2 separate regions of the Mus musculus genome follow, and region 1 is linked to region 2. The links are chromatin contacts, called in public Hi-C maps. All regions are on one chromosome and are shown on one strand. Each heading gives the region's core, a stretch centred on a gene start, on an enhancer-like site or on the middle of the called end of the contact. The rest is flanking DNA. Distances are from core to core; before and after follow the strand shown.

What was found. A called contact is a pair of places that touch in the nucleus more often than the background predicts.
Region 1: a contact with region 2 is called in a Hi-C map of liver, with 8 times the contacts expected there. The contact joins the enhancer-like site here to the promoter of Platr4 in region 2. A contact is called at or near these places in 16 of 484 Hi-C or Micro-C datasets (the G1E-ER4 cell line, the HL-1 cell line, embryonic stem cells and 2 more), 14 of 115 datasets of contacts at active chromatin or transcription factors (embryonic stem cells, extraembryonic endoderm stem cells, hepatocytes and 2 more) and 3 of 9 other capture datasets (adipose tissue, embryonic stem cells and liver).

The regions. Positions count from the first base shown.
Region 1 is chr3:41,588,785-41,594,576 of GRCm38.p6, reverse strand. Jade1 (jade family PHD finger 1) reads right to left here. Exons shown (of 11, transcript NM_001130184.1): 3 at 5,555-5,643; 4 at 2,737-2,894; 5 at 623-810. Among named protein-coding and RNA genes, the nearest start is that of Jade1, 36 kb to the right of the region's middle. Within about 2 kb of position 3,421, at least 47 of the 459 cell types and tissues checked have an H3K27ac peak or open chromatin away from gene starts, as enhancers often do. A contact at or near this core is called in adipose tissue, hepatocytes and liver, where this site is marked.
Region 2 is chr3:41,491,475-41,496,617 of GRCm38.p6, reverse strand. Platr4 (pluripotency associated transcript 4) reads left to right here and starts at 3,419. Exons shown (of 2, transcript NR_040385.1): 1 at 3,419-3,530.

The sequences.
Region 1 (5,792 bases), core at 2,172-4,671, 98 kb before region 2:
CGGACACTCCAGACAAACTTTTATAACAACCCTGGGGAAGAAAGGCTAGAACATAAGGAGACCACCTCAGCCTCCACACCATGAAATGCGGGTAACTGAGGTCTTAAGGTCCAACCCAGCAGAGAAACTATCCAAGTCTGGGCTCTCAGCCAGGGTCACACCTCACTCAGAAAGCCAGGAAAGAGTTAAAGAGGTAAAAACAAGAGGGTTTGAAGCTGACTTTGTAGGCTCCGTCTGAGAAACAGCAGGCTGCAGGCAGTAAAAATGGGACTTTGGCATCACAGCAGTAAAGAGGAGCAGGGCACTGGCCCAGTCCTCCTGCTCCCTGGGCTGCAGTTCCTGTATGGTAAGTAAGGGTAGAAGCAGACGGGGACAGGAATTCAAGTCAGAAACAAGTCAGGCTTCCGCCCCGCAGTCCACCACTGCGCTAGGAGCTCCAAGTGGACTGTATGTCTCATTGCAAGTGCCAAAGCCACACAAGCAATCTGGTCTCCAAAGAGCTGGGACTCTGGTGACATAGGTGGCTGTGACAGTGAGCTCCAACCTCTCAGGGACTCTATATGAGTCACTGCGGACTAACCAGCCCTCTCTCCAATGTGAGTTAATGAAGTAACAGTCTCACCCATCTCCTTAAATTCTTCATTGGTTACTTCCAGCCACGCAGCATCCATATCATTGAGGTCATACCGACACACACTGTCTGCCAGAGTCCGGATATCGACGTAGCCTAACGCTGGGGGCTCAGAGCCGGACGACGCGATGTACTTCTTGGGCCTGATGAACATGAGAGACTTCTCTTCAGACACAACCCTGGTTAATAAGAAAACAAACAGCCAGATTACCCTTTCTGTCCTGTAGAAGAAACTGTCAGGGGCAACTTCCTCCTCCAACCCCCAAGCCAGACCATCCCTATGTTCATATAGTCTAAGAATTTGAAACCAAATGAGAGCAACACCTCAGCTAGAAATCTTCAAAGTACCCAGAATGGAAGCAGATGCTGCAGCCTTCCACAGCCATCTCCTTCCCAGCACAACACCCTACCACATCTCCAACAGAGTCTGCTCCCAAACTACAACAAATAAACTTAAGCCGGCCACCGGTGGTGCATGCCTTTAATCCCGCACTTGGGAGGCGGAGGCAGGCAGATTTCTGAGTTCGAGGCCAGCCTGGTCTACAGAGTGAGTTCCAGGACAGCCAGGGCGATACAGAGAAGCCCTGTGTCAAAAAACAAAATAAATAAATAAATAAATTTATTTTAAAAGAAAAGATATTTCAAGGGTTGGTTTCTAAATCCCTTTCCATTATTGGTGCTTGCTCATTGCCCCCCGGAAGTTGTCAGAACAGGGACGAACTTGCTAAGCACTGAGTTCTCAGGAACAGAGACGGCAGGGACAGCCACAAGCTGGATGTGCACAGCACACGCTGAGGACCACAAGGGACACCTCTGAATTCTCACCTTCCAAAAAGACTGAGGGAGAACTTTGGGCTGTTGCCATTCCTTTATTCTAAGCGCCAGAGCCCATGGTCCATGAACATATGGCCCCAGACAATTCCTCTACCACCACCCCCTTACAAGCTGTGAGCACGGGAGAATTCCACCTCACCCTAGCCAGACTAGGGACAGCACAAAAGGAGCAAATCAGCTCGGGCCAGGAGCCCAGCAGAGGCTCTGTGGTCACAGTCCTGCCACGTCTGGTTTTGACCACATACATTCACACCAACAGGATGCCCAGAGTTTATACGTTATTCACCCTGGAACTGACAGGAAGAACTTATCTGTGTGACAGAGATGGGCAGACAAACTGGATGTATTTCTCCTGCTTGAGCAAGAACAGGTATCAAGTGAAACGCTCCAGTCTATCTATTATGAAGTCATTTCATCCTGCCTTGGCACGGCTTCCTAGACTGACAGCCTGCCGGTGCTGGCCAAAAGGGACCATCCCCATCCTGTGCGCCCTGAGACCCGCTTCACAGGCCATGACCCTCATCTGAAGAAGCAGGTGACTCCTGGTGGTCACCTATGCCTGTCTAGCCATAGTATACTATCATATAATTTGAACAGAGATCCCAAAATGATGGTAATCAAACCAATCAAGTGTCTAAGGAGTTAAGGGCCAAGAAGTGAATTTAGTCCATACTCATCCATGGTAAGAGAGGCTATTTCACACAGCAAGGAGCCAGCCAGATGCTGGCAGAGCTATCGGGCACTCCATCCTCATATGCAAAAGTGGGGAAAAAAGGTACCAACTCGACACAGCCTGTCCCAAAGGAAGATCGAGGACATGTTGGGAGAGGTGAGCGACACGGCAGGAGATCAAGAGGAAACACCAGCGTCTGCAAAGAGCCTGTCCACAGCTCAAATTCCTCATCGGACACTGTCAGCTCCTAAAATACAATCAGCCACTGCCCGAAGCACCAAGGCCACCACGGCTCCCACTAAGCCACTCAGTGAAGTGACATAGAATGCAGAGAGAAACAGACAGTAACATCAGACTTCGCCTAGTCGGTCATTCCCAAAAACATCTTGGACCTTCTCTTCTCCAGTAAGAGGGCTCACCCCCTGCGATAATGTGCTAAATTCAGAGGCCACTGCCCTCTGACTCACCGCCCTCAGCGCCTGAACAGTTTCTACATTTCTGCCTCTTGTGAGGCCTCATGTTACTACAGCGCTAACTCTCAGCTTCTATGCCTGCAGGGAGGAGAGCAGAGAAGCACGCGTCTATCCAGGGTGCCTACCTGGCCACAGGCTGTGGGATGGTCCCTGGGCTCACAGGCACCTGGACCCCTTTCTCCCACTCCTGTCTCCAGGGATCAGCCAGCACGTAGTAGTCATCCGGGTTCAGCTGGTAGGAGTCATGCAACTTCATGGCAGTGATCAGGTCGGTCCTAAACACCTGGGGAGACGAGAAAGGGACAGTGGCACAGGCATTCATTTCAGAGCACTGGCAGCTGCAAGGGCACCATGGAGCTGCCCATAACAAGGTCACGGTATCAACAGAGTAAGAGTGCCCTGTTACAGAAACCCTTCACTCCACCCGACACTCCTTCCCCTCGCCCAGGACTGAAGTGGGCTCCAGCTCCTTCAGCCGACACAAGCAGAGGGTGCAGTGATTGTATCGACTCAACATAACTGTTGCACAAAACACAACCGCTCCCCTCTCCAAGACCTCTCAATTCACCAAGGGCTGCTGAACACAGGCTCTTGGAAATCCTTCAGGGAATGACAAGCCACTACGGAGAGCTCTCTTTCGAGCCCATGTTTTAAAACAAAACTTCATTAGCCAATTAACCTCAAGGCAGAATCTAGAACCACCCGGTAGAGGTCACTATCTTCTAAACTAACTGCTAAAGAAGCGGCCAATCTCCTGAAGTGCTAGCACATGGGGCAGGCGGGTGGTGAGAGCAAGGTCCACTTTGGCTGACAGCAGGCAGAAATGCAGGCCTGCAAACATCTAGGAGTGGAACACTAGAGCCCTGTTGTCCCACGTCACAGGATGCCGTCAGCCCTGGAAGCAAGTTTCTGTGGAAAGACAGAACCAACCCTGTTTTCACTGCCATCAAGACTCAGCTTGTGCCCACCTTCTAAGAAAGCACCCTAACTCATCACAGACAGCAAAGATAAGCAAACTGTGGGGAGGCAGCACCCCTGACTCATGGGCCCTTGCCATCCGAATCGACGAGGCTGACTGACCGTACAGCACCCTGTCTGGCAGCCAGGGCCACACAGCTGCTTCCCTCTCCGGCCTTGTCCTCAGCCCACTGCCATGTGAGGATGTGTGTACCAGGAAGCCCTGCCATGTATCACGAGCAGCATGCGCCTGGATCCAGATGCTCTGCTCAGTGTACAGAGCCACAGAGATGCAATGCACTCCCTCACTCGGGACAGGAAGCGCTTTCTTGTGCTGCTAAGCACGGGTCACAGTATACACCTGTTGGCTTTTCAGACTGGTGTTCTCTTTAATAAACTTCATCTTATGAAAGTACGGGGTAGGGTCTGAATTAAAAGGCCGCTTCTCTCGCTGTCATTGTCAATACTGGTCTTGTGCCAGGATGCCACTCTTAACATCTACAGTCCCATTAAGCAACAGACTGACTGTGTCCCTTCTGCAAAGATCTCACCATGAGACAAAAGCCCCTGATCATAAGCCTACAGCAACCCAACCCCAAGGAAAAGGGCTTTGAGGTCAAAGTTGTGAGTCCACACCAAGCAAATCAGGTAAAAGAGAGCCCAGCTAAGCTGTACAAGAAAACACGCAAATTTGCCAAAGAAAGGAAGGCAGACTGAGGAAGGAGATGAGAAAAGGCAGCTCCATTCCTACAGACCTGGGAGAGGCTCTGGCCCAAAGCTCAGTGCCAAGTAGACACCAAGGGCAGGGGTGACGGCTACCCGAGTGCTTTACGTACAAAGCACTTTGCACTCAGAAGATTTGACACAGACCAGGCAAGGACAGGGTGTGGTGCCTGCTGCTCAGAGGGCTCCAATCCCACTCCCAGGCTGAAGTAACAGCAGTATAGTATGGACACCAGAAAGGTGTAGTAGCAGTTAAGAGCTGACTCAGGACTTAACAGCAGAGTAAAATACAGGTGCAGAGACGTTCCGATGTCACAAAAAAATAAAGTGCGCACTGTAGGTCAAAACAGACACCAGGCCAGCAGCACTGGCCACAGCAGCCGTCCGTGAGTGTTTGCTGGAACAGGTCTCTTAAGTGCTTTCTGGCAGGGGATGTTACTCCATCTCCAGGAAACTCCTCCGCTCCTAGACAAGGCACTCTCCAGCTATATGGGGGCAGCATGGGAAGGGACTCTGAGAAACACCTGTCGCTGTGTGACCACCACACCACAAGCCAACTGAGCTCATCCCACAAACAGTGCAATGCCAGAACAACTTTCCCACAGCTTTCCCTGAGAACCCGACAGGCTGAGACACCTGGGTCTCAATGCCCGGCGCCTCGGAATGGCCGCAGAGAAAGCAGGTCTCAGGACAACGGGGCCCCTAAGCAACCGAGGCTGGCGGGAGACAGATGCCTCTAAAAATGATTTTAGCAGGGAAATGAACAACGAAACGTAGGGCATCAGGGAAACATAAAATGTGAAAACAAATTGGGAAAGACGGGGAAAGCCTTAAGCATAACGAAACTCCCAGAGTCACATTGGCTTGTTGCCAAATAAGCCACAGATCCATGGCTAAAACTAACTTGAGGCTGGCAGTGACTTGGCAGCAGCTGAACCCGCTCATGTCCTGGCCAGAGGAAAACTTGTTGGGAGCCAGCGAAGACGGAACAGGAAAGGAAAAAAAGAATACAATTAATAATAATAGCTAACATTCACTGCGCATGATATACGTGTAACATGCTTTGCGTGTTCGAGCCTATATGTATTAATTAGCTCACTTCTTCCTGCAACAAGGCACACATCTGCTTCTCACCATCTTGCCGGGGTATAAAGTGGGGCACTTGCCCAGACCTGCACAGCATGGGGCAGGCATGTGGGCGGCAGGTTCGCATGCACTTACTTACAGCACACATGATCAAGGCAAGCAAGCATTCAGAAGTACCTCAGAAGGCTTTCGATCTTCAGGTCTAGAGCAGGTACTACTCCTCCCATGCTGGGATCGAGAATGCTGGGACCATGTCGTTGACAAGCCTGAGGAAACAAACATCCAAACAGGAACCATTAAAAAAAAATACAGGCTCAGTATTTGAGCGGCGATATGGCGCTAGTTGCACAAACCTGAGGACCAGAGTTCAGGTCCCCAGCATCCAAGTAAAGAGTTGGCATGGTGATGATAGGAC
Region 2 (5,143 bases), core at 2,170-4,669:
TTGGGTATTGTTGTTTTTAACTGCTTTGTGGCTGAATTTTAGAGCAAAGCTCTGTGAGGTCTCTGTTTGCATCTCTTTGATGTCTACATATGTACATATGTGTAATATATATTGCAATATACATATATGTATTTGCATTTTTATACCTCTAGGTAGTATTATCAAATTAATTTCTAAAATATCATGAAGGATTTAGATGTTCTATTTAAACATGCTTAGAAATAAAAAAGTGCTTATAAAGATTAAAAATGATCATTGCGCTTAGAAATACAGAACTTAATGTAAGGGTCCACGACACCCTAGACTCAAATAGTATGTAAACTCAAAGAGTGTTTTATTCTGCAGAGTCCAGCATGCTGGGGTCTCCCCATTACCAAAATAGAGAGACAACCAAATGAGCTCGCAAGCCTGATTTAAAGCACATTAGGGGATTCTGGGTAGGTGACCTCTATCCTCCATCTGGAAGCTAACTGTTGCTGGGGAGGTCTGGAAACTGCTGCTGACCCATTGTCCTTGCCTCAGGCCCAATGACAGGGCAACTTCTGAGGCCTAGACTTGCCCGGACTTGCCGAGTTCTTGGAGACAGAAATTTAGGCTGTCTTCTGAACTGCCAATTTGAAGCCTGTCATGGAGTCAGCCTAGCCTTCTTAATAACACTATGTTAAGTTTTAAGGAAAATCTTTGATGAGCCTAGTTTGGCATTGTTGGTTTAAAAGAAGTGGGTGTGTCTTCTACTTCCCAGTTCTAAACATTACACAAGCATGTTCTTGTCCCCACGGAGGTTACGAAGGACATAAAGGACCATGTATCAGGTGCTAAAATATCTAGGGAATAGATTTAATTTTGAGACAAGTGCACAGGTAAAGATATAGAGAAGATGGATTGCAGTACCTTTTCCTGTATGGCAATCATAGCGGTGAGAACAACTCTCAGGTATTTAGCTCATTTAGGTTTTTGTTTCGAGTATATTTGTCTGTATATGTGATAAGACAATTAATACATAGCATCATCAGATGGCATGACATGATGATTAATCAAGGTTAATGAGATAACTTCCTGGAAGTTTCCAAAATCTTGTTGGTAACTTGTAGCCTCAGAATTATACTAAACTTCTTAGTTAGGGTTTCATTGCTGTGAACAGACATCATGGCCAAGGCAAGTCCTTCATATAAAGGACAAATTTAATCGGGGCTGTCTTACAGGTTCCAAGGTTCAGTCCATTATCGTCAAGGCGGGAGGGGAGCATGGCAGCATCCAGACAAGCACAGTGCAGGCAGAGCTGAGATTTCTACGTTTTTATCTGAAGGCTGCTAGTGGAAGACTGACTCCCAGGCAGCTAGGACAAGGGTATTAAAGCCCATGCCTACAGTGACACACCTACTCCAACAACTCCACGCTTCCCAACAGTGCCACTCCCAGGGCCAAGCATATGCAAACCATTACACTAAGTAATAGATTTTTACTAAACAGCTAGGTTATTTGTAAGTAAAATAAAGCATAAAAACATGTAGAAGAAGAAGAAGAAGAAGAAGAAGAAGAAGAAGAAGAAGAAGGAGGAGGAGGAGGAGGAGGAGGAGGAGGAGGAGGAGGAGGTGGGGGGGGAGGAGAGAGGGAGGGGGAGGGGGAGGGAAGGGGAGAATATGTAAAGAAGACTATATACATAGTCTTTAGTCTTTTGAGGCAGTCTTATATAACCCAGGCTTGCCTTAAACTCACTGTGCACTCAATAGTAACTTTGAACTCCTGATCCTTCAGACTCCACTGCTTAAATGCTCTGATTACCAGCATGAGCCACCGTGCTAGCTTTTTATTTTCATACGGCACCGAGAGAATACTTTTAGTTGGCTATGTTAATAAACATATTCTTTTGCCACATGAGAAAGCTGTACTGTGAAAAGCGCGTACCTGTAAACATCGTCAGATGGCACACGGTCCTACCATCCACTAGCCTGCCGCAGAAGGCTGCTCTGTAACAAACAACTCACAACTTCCACTACTTCGTATTTTACTGTGAAAAACTAAAATCAACACATATAAATAAAAACACTAGAAAAAAATGAAGGTGAAGAGAAATAACGTCACAGAAAAATCATTCAAAGAATGCAGGATTTATTTCTGTTAAAGAGGCAAGAGAATGATTTTTTTCCTAAATTGAAATGGCCAATTGTTCCACAAGAAGAAAGAGAAGTGTAAGACAGGACCTGAATGTGTATTTTCATGGGCTCAAAGAAGGTGACTGAGATTGAATGGATTTATTTATAACGTTTTATTTATTTTATTTTATTTTTCATTTATTTTATTATTATATATTTTCTTTATTTACATTTAAAATGTTATTCCCTTTCCTCATTTCCCCTCTGAAAACCCCCTATTCTATCCCCCCTCACTGCTCACCAACCCACCTACTCCAGCTTCCTTGTCCTGGCATTCCCCTACACTGGGACATGGAGCCTTCACAGGACCAAGGACCTCTCCTCTCATTGATGTCACATAAGGTTTTTTTTTAATCTATCTATCTATCTATCTATCTATCTATCTATCTATCTATCTATCTATCTATCTATCTATCTATCTATCTAATGTTTTTTTCGAGACAGAGTTTCTCTGTGTAGTCCCGGAAATCCGCCTGCCTCTGCCTCCCAAGTGCTGGGATTAAAGGGGTGCGCCACCACCGTCTAGCAAGGTTTTATTTTTAAAGGGAAAAATTTCACCAAACAATGGTGAAAATGCACCACAGAGGCACAGGGCTGTGAACAAAAGCAGAATTTGATTTTCTTTAAGTTGATGGCTTCTTAAGTCTTGCAGTGATAAAATGCTCGGACGGAAGCAACATGGAGGAGACAGGGTTTGTTCTAGCACACAGCTCTGGTGTGGAACTGTGTGGAGAAGCCACAGAGGCGGGAGTTTGCGATAACATTGTATCTGCAGTCAAGAGCGGACTGCACCGAAGGCTTGCTCACATGATTGAGGTCAGATTGCGTTCTCCACTCTTACACTACCCAGAATCCCCTTCCCAAGGACTAGTGCCACTGCAATGGGCAAGTTCCCCACCTCAATAAAGATAACCCTACATCATATTTTACAGGTAAGCATTGATATAAATATTTCAGAAATTACATGATAATCCATAGATAATTAATTTTCTCATTGCTCATTATATATTCACTTTCATACTACCAACCGTAATTTTAGTTTTGGAGTTGTTATGTTAAAATTGTGTGCATAGCTTGACACATGCCTGTTGGGAATTGGTTCTAATGCTTTGAATTAATTCAGTCCCCTAAATCGGGAATCTGCAGGGCCAAACCCTGAAGGTCCTTGTTCTCAATTGGCTTTTGGTCGATCAATATAGAACCAATAGCCAATGGCTGGGCAGGTAGACTGAGGCGGGACTTGGAGGCAAGCCGGGAGAGAGGGAGGAGAAAGAGATCGCCATGATGGGGAAGAAGGAAGAGGAGACCTAAAGGCCAGCTGACATGTGAGAATCAGGGAAAGTGGCCACACGGGCCACTTCCACAGCTGTGTTTGAGGTAGCAGAGATAAAATAGAGATTTTAAAAGATGTTTACTCGGGAGTAACAGAGGGGATTGTTTGCTAGCTGCGGGAAGGATTAGAACTGCCCAGCCTTTGGGCTAGTAAAGGTGTATTAAAAGTAACTGGTGTGTGTGGGGAGGGTGGGGTGAAGCGAGCACATGTGACCATCCGGGAGCAACGTGGTTAGCCAAAGTACCGCTACACATGCCTGTTTGTGGTCCTAGAATTTGGAAAGGGGGAGGGAGCTTGAAAAGTTAGATATCAATGCTCTCTCTCTCTCTCTCTCTCTCTCTCTCTCTCTCTCTCTGTGTGTGTGTGTGTGTGTGTGTGTGTATAGAACCCGTTTTTAATCCCAGCACTCAAGAGGCAGAAGCAGAGGGAGGTGGTCTCTGAATTTGAGGCCAGCCTGGTTTACACAATATATTCCAGGTCAGCCAGAGCTACAAAAATCATCTTGAAAACCCTAAAGAGGTCTGGTGAGATGGCTTAGTGGTTGGGAGCACTGACTGCTCTTCCAGGGGTCCTGAGTTCAATTCCCACCAACCACATGGTGGCTTACTGTAATGGGATCCAGTGCCCTCTTCTGGGGTGTCTGAAGACGGCAACTGTGTACTCACATGCATACAAATACATAAATAAATAAATTGTTTAAAAAGTTGACTATATATAAAAAAAGGGGGGGGGAGAAATCCTAAGGAAAAAAGAAAAAAGAAAAGAAAAATTTGAGGTCAGTTTGAAAACCCTCTTAAAGAAGATTAGGGGAAAAAAAGTAAACAAAGGCTGGGGGTGTAGTTTGGTTGGTACAGTGCTGGCCAGCAGCCAGAATGTCCTGGATTCAGCTAATCTTTTGGTTGCCAAAACCAGGCATGGTGAAAGAGCTCTAGCCAGCAGCCATGGGTGTGGGAGGATCAGAAGTTCAAGGTCATTCGCAGACTTCGTGGAGAGTTTGAGGCTACTCTGGGCTTTAAGAGACCCTGACCCTGTCTCAAAATAAACAAAAGAGAAATATCAAAAAATAAAATATTTCAGAGAAATAACTAAGTTTCTTATAAAAATTAATTCATACATCTTATGCATATGAATATTTTGTATGTACGTCTATTTGTCACATTCTTGCTTGGTGCCCCAGAAGGCCAGAAGAGTTCATCAGATCCTCGGGATCTGGAGTTACAGATGGTTATGAGCCACCATGTGGGTGCTTGGAATTGAACTTGGGCCCTATGGAAGAACAGCCAGTACACTTAATCACTGAGCCATCTCCCCAGACCCCTAAATATCTTATTGCACAAACTCTCATTAAGTCTTTAAGCATGACCATGCTACAAGTTTTGCCTTCCACAGATAGTTACTGTTTTACTCTGATTATCTACTGCAATCTGCTCTGAGCAATACTCCACACACACACACACACACACACAAAAATAATAATAAATAAAATAACTGTCAGTGAGCTGGCAAGGCGGTATATGTCTGCATCGTCAGGACTCAGGAAGCAGTGGCAGGTACATGGCGAGTTTGGAGCTAGCTTGGACTATACACAGAGTTCTAGGCCAGCCTACGCTATAGCTCTAGAATGAACTCCTGCTTTCAAAAGCAGGGAATGTTTCAG